Regions from separate parts of the Mus musculus genome. Here region 2 is linked to region 1. The links are chromatin contacts, called in public Hi-C maps. All regions are on one chromosome and are shown on one strand. Each heading gives the region's core, a stretch centred on a gene start, on an enhancer-like site or on the middle of the called end of the contact. The rest is flanking DNA. Distances are from core to core; before and after follow the strand shown. Region 1 holds the start of Fam43a (family with sequence similarity 43, member A). Region 2 has its middle 11 kb from the start of Gm25375.

Region 1 (4,509 bases), core at 689-3,188:
AGTTGGGCCTTCATGTCTGAGGCACAGACTGACAGAGGAAGTGATGTCCCCGAGCTGGGGCCCAGCGAGACCCCGCCGTCCCCCAACGCCTCCTCGTGGCCATTTTCCAGCGGGTCCAGCAAGTCCTCACATTCCAACTGCATGGCCACCACCAGCGCCCTCTGCGCCTCAGCCTCTTCCTCTGCTGGATCCCCATCCCCCACACCGTCCTCTTCTTCCTCCTCCTCCAGGCAGTCCTCCAGATGCTCCTCTTCTTCCTCCTGCAGCTCCTCCTCTTGCTGTTCCCCAAGCAGGTCCTCGGTGATGGAGCCCAGCTTGGGAGCGCTGCGGCTGCGCTCCACTGGCGGCTTGTAGCAGCAAGGTCCGTGCAAGAGCAGCTTGCGCAGCGGCACTAGTGGGATGGTGTGTGCGCCCACCAACTCCTGCTGCTGGTGACGCGCATCATCCCGCCGCTTGAGACGTTTAAACTCTGCCAGAGCGTTGGCTGATGTCTGGTAAAGCAGCAGAGCCATGGCCTGAGCCTTCTCCGGCTTGGACACCAGCACCGCGTGGCAGCGTAGCATTACCGCCTTGTGCTTCAGCTCATGCCGGTATACCCAGGCGAAGACTTTGGGTAGCCGCGCGTCTGCCACACAGTAGGTGACGCGGTGCAGCAGGTAGAGGTGGCCGGGACGTCGCAGCGCTCGCTCCTCGGCATGCACCATGCGGATGCCTTGCGCACTCACGGTCAGCTTCATCTTAGTCCCTTGACGGCCGGCCTCACTCTTGCTCCAGATCTTGCCCACCGCTAGGTCAGTGCAACCGTCCCCGCGCGCCTGGATGGTGGTGGCATTCCCCAGGTAGAGCACAGTGTAAGTGGGGTCCTCGCTGGTGATGTGCAGCTTCTTGCGCTTGGAGCGGAACATGCTGCCCACCCGGCTGAGCGCGCCTTCCGGGCAGGCTCTCGCCAAGGAGCTGAGCGCGGAGTAGTGCAGGCTCACAGCGTAGCCCTTAGGCTTGGACGCCTGCCGCGGCGGCGCCTCGGCCAGCAGCTCGAACTTGTGCTTCTTCCACGGCAGCATCTCCGGAGGACGCCCGGGAGTGGCTGGGGCGGCGGTGGCCGAGCGCGGGGTGAGAGCCCCGCAGGGCCACCAACCCAGGCTACGCTTGGCCCGGGCAAGCTCGAAAAATAAAACTCAGGCTGGGAGGACCTCCGGGGCAGGGAGATGGAGGCAGGAGAGGCCAGATAGTGCTTGGGAACCCCGCAGGGACTGGGGTAGGATATTAGAAAAAAATATTCAGGAAAGAGAGAGAGAGAGAGAGAGAGAGAGAGAGAGAGAGAGAGAAGCCTAGATGAGGAGGACCAGGACAAAAGTCTCAAACAAGCAACAAAATAAGAGAGCGGAGCGGAAAATATTTTAGAAAAAGGCCAAATGAGTGCGTACAAATAAATAAAGGTGGGCGGCTCGGCCAAAGCAACCGGGATGGTGAGAGAAATAAGCTGGAACTCTTCTTCAGCGAACGTGACACACACACAAGTCTTGGGCCAGGGCCAGGAGCCGCGGAAACTACAGCAGTGCGCCCAGGGGCCGGTGCTCCCCACCCCCAGTGGGTGCAGAAGAGGGCGAGCCCCTTGGCTGGACTGGTCCCTGAATAAGCAGCTTGCCCCAAGTGTGGTCCGAGAGGTCTGGCTGGCCGCGGCGGGCCAAGCACAGCGGTCCCGCAGCTCACTGCATCCTCGCTCCGAGGGGACGCCGGAGACTCGCGCTCGGCCGTCTCGGCCAAGGTAGCGCGGGGTTCGGAGGGCAGGACGCGCACATCGTCCGCTCCGGGGACTGCCGCTACCTCATTGCTTCCCTCCGGGGGTGTCCGGCTCCGCTTCGGGGTTCTCGGCGATCTGCAGCGCGCCCTCTGTGGTCGTGCGCGCGGTAGCCGACTTGCTCGCTTCACATCATTGCCGTCCGGGAGGAAGATCTCGGGTTAATATAGGCCGGCACGAACCATTCACCGCGCGGACAGGGGAGGAGCACAGGAGAGGATCCCTTTAGGGCTGCGACGCCGGACGCAGTTCTGGTCTCTTAAAGGGACCAGGTTGCAGGCACTGGTCGAGAGAAGGGAAGACTAGTCCACTTAGGCAACCACGTTCCAAATTTACCAGCATCTCTTTTAGCTATAGAAACCAAAAGACCTGGAGTTACCCGATAGATAGCAAGAGGAACTTAAACTTTGACACTCCACCCTAGGCTAAATTGCAACTCGCTGAATAAGTCTACGTCTAGATCGAAACTTCTGGAGGAGGCGGTGGAAGTTGAGCTTGTAGGCTCTGGGGAAAATTGCGTAGTATTTTGTCGTTGTGGTGACTGTTGTTGTGTTCCTTCTGTGACAACTTCAAGAGAATTTGCAGGTTCTGTTTACTATTATTCTTTAATAATCATCTATTAAGGAAAATAAAGAGCCAGGCGGTGGTGGCGCACACCTTTAATCCCAGCACTTGGGAGGCAGAGGCAGGCGGATTTCTGAGTTCGAGACCAGCCTGGTCTACAGAGTGAGTTCCAGGAGAGCCAGGGCTACACAGAGAAACTGGGGGGGGGGGGGGGGGGAATCAGGAGGGGGGGGCAAACTATAAGAGAATCAATTTTTTGCCTGTTACTCTTCTCCTGGTGCCATTTATCCGCCGGTGAGCAGCAAGCAGGTAGTGGAAAGTTCGTGGTTAAGATGACTGCCATGAACAATATTGAACACAGTAGTGAATGGTCCCTAAGTTACTTGCTTCCAGTTTCCACCCCCGACCCAAACTGCCACAGACCCTCAGAGTAAGGCACTTTTTCGAGACATATGAAGTTTCTAAGTAAGGCTGTGCTGCTGTTTGTAGAGCCATCACTGATGCAATTTGGGTGACAATGCTTAGTAAAAACTCAGATGATACTTTTCATACTCTTTTTTCACGAGCTAACTGGACAACGTGGGGTTTGTTTGTTCCCCTTTATTTTCCCTCCCCTGAGACAGGATCTGGTTACCTCGATCAGGCTCTACGCACATTTGGATCCTCTTGTCTCCGTCTCCACATTGTGGCATGCACCACCATGTCTAGCTCTAGACAAGATACCCTCACTCGCCGGCTTGCCCCTCTGAACCCTCCACAACCTTCTGGACACCCAGGGGCCAACCAGTAAAAGCTAAACGACTTCTATTTGATGAATGAGACATCCGAGCAAACATATATATATATATATATATATATATATATATATATATATATTTTTTTTTTTTTTTTTTTTGCTGGGTTAACTTCAGCCAGAAAAGCCCAAAGTCCTATGAGAATCTGGGAAAAGAGAAAAGAGAGTTCCCAGTGACTAAGAAAATTAAAGAGGATCCAGGGAGCAAGCGATGTTTGAAAGATGATTTCCCCAAGTGGGAGGGGGATTGGAGGGCTCTCTGAGAGCAGAGGATGATGCAATGCCAAGATTAAAATGCAGACACTTGTATGAGATTCGACAGAGTCAGTGATAACAATAAAGAAATGTTTCCCCATCAAAGAAATGTCCTATAATGGATTTAAAACCCTCTCTCTCTGTAGGAAGAAATGGCCTTTTCCTGACTGGCCGTTAACGAGGGTCCTAGTGCCCAACTTGCCAGCTGTGTGGGTGGGCTAAGGCGGGGGGGGGGGGGGGAATACCAGACACCAGGATGGAACAAACCAGAATTATAATAATCCATCATGCCAACATTGATGTTTCTTTTCTGCCAAAGGGACTGCAATATTGTGCGTATTTGTGTGTGCACACAATAGAAATTATTGTTCAATGCCAATAATGACAACTTGCAAATTCGAAAGAACAAAATATTCTGGGGAAAGCATGCCAACTTAGCCTTCAGCTGAGTGATCCTCTATAATCCCCAACTCTAAATTCTAAACTAGAGCCCATATCCAAGAAGTTAACATTGCCAAGTGTCCAGGATGTCTGAGGGCCAGAAGGGCTTCGGGGAGCAAAAAGAGGACCAAAGCTGGTCTCATCTCCAATGAAGGTATGACTATGGGCTACACCCAGTTACAGAGAAACCAGAGAGAAGCAGCGATAAGGAAGCATCCACTACAGCTCTCTGGTGGCAGCCAGAGCACCAGTCTCAGAGGTACAGGCTGTGTCATGCCTAACTACCTGTTTAATAAGCTTGTTTCGATCTTGGAAGAGCAGAAAGGTTCTAGGTGAATGGGAACACCCCATGTGTGAGTCACGTCCTGGGCTTGTGCTCTAAGACCCAGGAAGGAAGAAACCTTTATATCTCCTGCAGACCTGGACCTTGGATAGCCTTTGGGGGGTCTACCTACCTTGCCGTCTGGAGAACCTGGCCAGCCTCGCTGAACTCTGAGGTCGCAGACCCTCGGTGAGAGGGAGGAGCAGATGACAAGCAGGTTCACAGAGAACCGCTCAGCAGGGTCCTTGGAGAAACTGGTTAGACACTATGGGCTGAATTTTCAATGACGCTACTCCATCTACTGGCGGCAGGCGGAAGTGCCGCTTGGTGAGGTTG
Region 2 (4,509 bases), core at 713-3,212, 300 kb before region 1:
CATCCAGGGCTACATAGTGAGACCCTGTCTCAAAAAAAAAAAAAAAAAAAAAAAAAAAAAAAAAGAAAAGAAAAAGAAGAATGAGTTTCAGAGGGATATGGGCAAATCTCAGATGTGACTTTGACTTTGGACAGAGGCTTTGAGTCTTCTGAGGTTATATCAAGTTCTCAATCCTGAGCAAGTCTTATGGCAAGAAAGACAATCTGGGATTACAGGAGAGGTATTTGAGTGTGAGAGAAGAAAAGGCCACTGTTTTCAGGTCTAGCTGATGACAAATTACAGCTAAATGGATGGAGAAGAATTAATGGTATTTGGGGAATGAGAACTAGAAAAAGGAAGAGCTTAGTGAGGGCCCTAGAGGAGGTGGCAGGTGGGAGAAAGGAGAGATCCATGTGGCTGAGAGGGCTGGAACCCTAACAATGTGGAGACCAATGTGAGAACACCCTTACCCGGGGAGTGAGCCCCCTCCGTGAGAACATGAGTGTCCCCACATGGGTCTCCAGAGTCTCCACAACATTCTTGGGACAGAAAGGGAGAGAGGGGGTTGTATGATATTGACAGTCCATTCCAAGATGCATCAACAGCTCTGTTTTAGCTGCTCAAACTCAGTATACAGACCAGCCAGGCCTCAAACTTAGCTCAGAAAGCTGCCTCTGCCTCTGCCTCTGCCTCTGCCTCTGCCTCTGCCTCTGCCTCTGCCTCTGCCTCTGCCTCTGCCTCTGCCTCTGCCTCTGCCTCTGCCTCTGCCTCTGCCTCTGCCTCTGCCTCTGCCTCTGCCTCTGCCTCTGCCTCTGCCTCTGCCTCTGCCTCTGCCTCTGCCTCTGCCTCTGCCTCTGCCTCTGCCTCTGCCTCTGCCTCTGCCTCCCAGGTGCTGGGAAGTATGTGTGCACCATCACACCTGACTTCTGAGACAGGAAATGGCCTCCCAGGCTGGGCTGGCCAGAGGGACATCTTTAGGTTCCTGCAGTCAACCCTGCAAACACCTCTGCTACAGCTGTGTTTGGGACAATCTGTCTTGAGTGAAGCATCAGAGTACATAAAACTGCTCTGTGATCTCAGGAGCTCTGGATGAAAGATACCATCAGGAGACAAGGCTTGGCACCAAGGCCTGGTGGGTTCAATAATTGGACCCATCACACAGTCTGTTAGCTTGGCTCTGTTTCTTGTAAGCAGTGCTGTGAGAAAAAAAAAGCACACTGATGAAGTGTCCCATTCATTTCCTGCCAGAGATCCTATCTGAAAGCAGGGTCTGGCCTCTTGGAGATGTAGCTGGTTCTCACTATGCCTTCCCTCCCACTAAAATACAGAGAGCCATGGGCAAGGAACAGTTTAGTAAGACAAATCCTGTTTTCCATAGATGTTTCTTAAGTATATCTCTTAGCTTGCATAGCCATTGAATATAAGATACCAGACCAATTTAATACCATATCATTTCCTAGCACACATATTTTGATTGATCTGAGAGACTACACTTAAAGGTTCTGAATATGATCGGAGTTGCCATGAATACTTCAGCCAGTAGTTGTAGAATAGCGGCTGATTCAGATCTGGCTTTGTAAAGCTGCCTGGGATGTTTCACCTGCTGTACTGAGCATTGCAGCCAGGAGATGAGGAGTCTGGGAATCAGAGAAGGGAAAGAGGGTACATCTTGGCTTTGCCGGCAGCCCCGAGATAAGATAGCATTTCATATCAACCAGCCCACAGAAATGATTAATAGGGCTTAATACTGCTTTCTGGCCTATTAGAATCTGTCATTAGGCACAGTCAGCTGTAGAGTCGTCCCTTCACTGGGGCTCTGAAAGGCTGTTGCTGAGCAAATCTGGCTCAGAGTCTGTAAGCTGAAGAGAGCACCAGAGCAAGGAGATAGGCACTTTGATCCACAGTCCACTGTGACCCTGAGTTTGGGAATATGGGTGCTTACTGGCATGGCCACATGCTTCCTAGCCACACAATGAACAGGGTGCCCACTGACAGATAGGCACTCTCTCCTTCCATTGCTTCTTTGAGGTAGTACAAGTAGACAGGAGATTGGCCTGGAGTGCAGAGCCCTTGACATTTTCCTCAGAAGCTGGACACAGAAACAGAGGGAAGGGTCTCTAACATGGCAATGCTACCTATGGGGTGATCCAACTGTGCTAGGCAGCCTGTCCTCCATCAGTCTCTTGGAGCCAAGTGAGGCTGGCTGGTCAGTTCCCAGATCTCTCTGCAGCCTGAGCAACTTCTTTGTTCTGTCTTCCCCTCTTTGCATTCTTCATCACCGCAGCTGTCCACTCCCTGTGACCCCTTGTATCAATGACAAGATGTGCATTTGAGAACTCAGATGAGTGGCCTTCTGGTCCCTCTGTCTTGTGCTCACTACGGGTGGTTCTGAAAGAGAATACTGGCCCATGTTACCTTTACATCCACATTTTAGTCAGGGTTTCTATTCCTGCACAAACATCATGACCAAGAAGCAAGTTGGGGAGGAAAGGATTTATTCAGCTTATACTTCTACACTACTGTTCATCACCAACGGAGGTCAGGACTGGATCTCAAGCAAGTCAGGAAACAGGAGCTGATGCAGAGGCCATGGAGGGATGTTACTGGCTTGCTTCCCCTGGCTTGCTCAGCTTGCTTTCTTATAGAACCCAAGACTACCAGCCCAGGAATGGTACCACCCACAATGAGCCCTCCCACCCTTGATGACTAGTTGAGAAAATGCCTTACAGCTGGATCTCATGGAGGCATTTCTTCAAGGGAGGCTCCTTTCTCTGTGATAATTCAGTTTGTGTCAAGTTGACACACAAAACCAGTCAGTCCACTCTGTGTCCTTTACACATGGTAGGGTCAGCAAATGTTTGCTGAATGTGTTAGTTGCTTTTCTGTTGCTTTGAGAAAATACCACAACCAAAAACAACTTAGAAAAGATGGGTTTGTTTTAGCTTACTGTCATGTCACTCTCTCATACTGACAGAGGGGCACAGGCCTCTGAAAGCTAGACCCCAGCTTCCGGAATTATCAGCAGCCAGGGAAAGAGGACCTTGGAGTACCAACTAACTTTGGCCACTTCTTTAGTTCTTTAGAGGATGTGCTGGGTACACATGGCCCAGAGCAACTTCCCTGCTGTGTCTGAGTGAACAGGAGGGCATCCATCTAGAGAGGCTGGTACTGGAAACTGTGAGGCTAGAGATGTAGCATGACTGGGCTACCTGTAGCGGATCCTTCTGGAACCTTGTTTCTCTATTCCAGTCCTTGACCGTCTCCTAGGTCACCATCATCTGCCTCCAACATCCTAGATATCCTCCCTGCCATCTATTCTATTCTAGGCCATCTCTGTCCAACTCTTTGTGGGACCAAAATAGATCGAAACTCGAGCATCTGCAAAAGCTCTTCTATTGTTGAAGTGAATTGTCTCAGGGAATGATAGGGCTTGGAAAGCCATGGATTTTACATACCCACTGAATATATGGATGAGTGGTGTCATGGGTAGGGTTTTACTGCTGTGAAGAGATACCATGACCAAGGCAACTCTTACAAGGACAACATTTAACTGGGCCTGGGTTACAGGTTCAGAGGTTCAGCCATCATCATTAAAATGGGGGCATGCCAATGTACAGGCAGGCATGATGCAGAAGAAGCTGAGAGTTCTACATCTTCACCTGAAGGCTACTTACTATAGGAGAAGTTTGTCTCCCACATGGCTAGGAGGAGGGTCTCAAAGTCCATGCCCACAATGACACACCTACTCCAACAAGGCCACATCTCCTAATAATTTCACTTCTGGGCCAAGCATATACAAACCATCACAGGTGGTAACATGTGAAAATCTTTCATATGTCTGTTATACAGTAATGTATACCAGGGCTCTACCACCCAGACAAGACTTGGGACATTCCCCTCTCACCCTGACCTCAGTGCTTCCTAGATTCTTATTTCTGCATTCATTCATTCATTCATTCATTCAACCCCACATTAGTTGACTTATTCTTTTAACGAAAGATTTCTTTTACTAATGAGTATGTGTTTGCCTAAGAAGGCCAGAAGGACATGTTGGATCCCTTGGAGCTGTAGTTAAAGACTTTTGTGAACCTTTTGTTGTAGCAGCTGGGATTCAAATTCCAGTCTTCAGGTAGAGCTATAAGGGCTCGTAACTTCTGAGACATCTCTCCAGCTGCAAATTTTGTTTTTATATAAAAATTCTTATTCCTATTCTTTTTATTTATTATTATTATTATTATTATTATTATTATTATTATTATTATTATTTGTGTGTATGTGCATGTGTTTGTGCACATGTATGTGTGTGTGTGTTAGGTATACTTGTTAGTAGAGGTATGTAAAGTGTTCACCTGGGTGCTCACACACATGAGTGTGACCATGTTTGTAGACCTAAAGTTGATGCTGAGTGTCTCACCTTGATTGTTCTTCACTTCCATTGTTTTTTGTTGTTGTAGTAGAGTTTCTTTTTGTGTTTGTTTGTTTGTTTGTTGAGAGAGAGAGAAAATCTCTCCCTGTGCTTGAAGCTCGGTT

Evidence for each region. A called contact is a pair of places that touch in the nucleus more often than the background predicts.
Region 2: a Hi-C map of the N1E-115 cell line shows a contact between it and region 1, with 5 times the contacts expected there. The contact joins the enhancer-like site here to the promoter of Fam43a in region 1. A contact is called at or near these places in 14 of 39 promoter capture datasets (the 3T3-L1 cell line, 3T3-L1-derived adipocytes, the C10 cell line and 7 more), 2 of 484 Hi-C or Micro-C datasets (the N1E-115 cell line and bone marrow-derived macrophages), 16 of 115 datasets of contacts at active chromatin or transcription factors (astrocytes, bone marrow-derived macrophages, embryonic basal ganglia and 9 more) and 4 of 9 other capture datasets (adipose tissue, embryonic stem cells, liver and 1 more).

Annotation. Positions count from the first base shown.
Region 1 is chr16:30,597,152-30,601,660 of GRCm38.p6, reverse strand. Fam43a (family with sequence similarity 43, member A) reads right to left here and starts at 1,938. Exons shown (of 1, transcript NM_177632.3): 1 at 1-1,938. The coding sequence starts at 1,061.
Region 2 is chr16:30,898,069-30,902,577 of GRCm38.p6, reverse strand. No RefSeq gene overlaps it. Among named protein-coding and RNA genes, the nearest start is that of Gm25375, 11 kb to the right of the region's middle. Within about 2 kb of position 1,962, at least 3 of the 459 cell types and tissues checked have an H3K27ac peak or open chromatin away from gene starts, as enhancers often do. A contact at or near this core is called in the N1E-115 cell line, where this site is marked.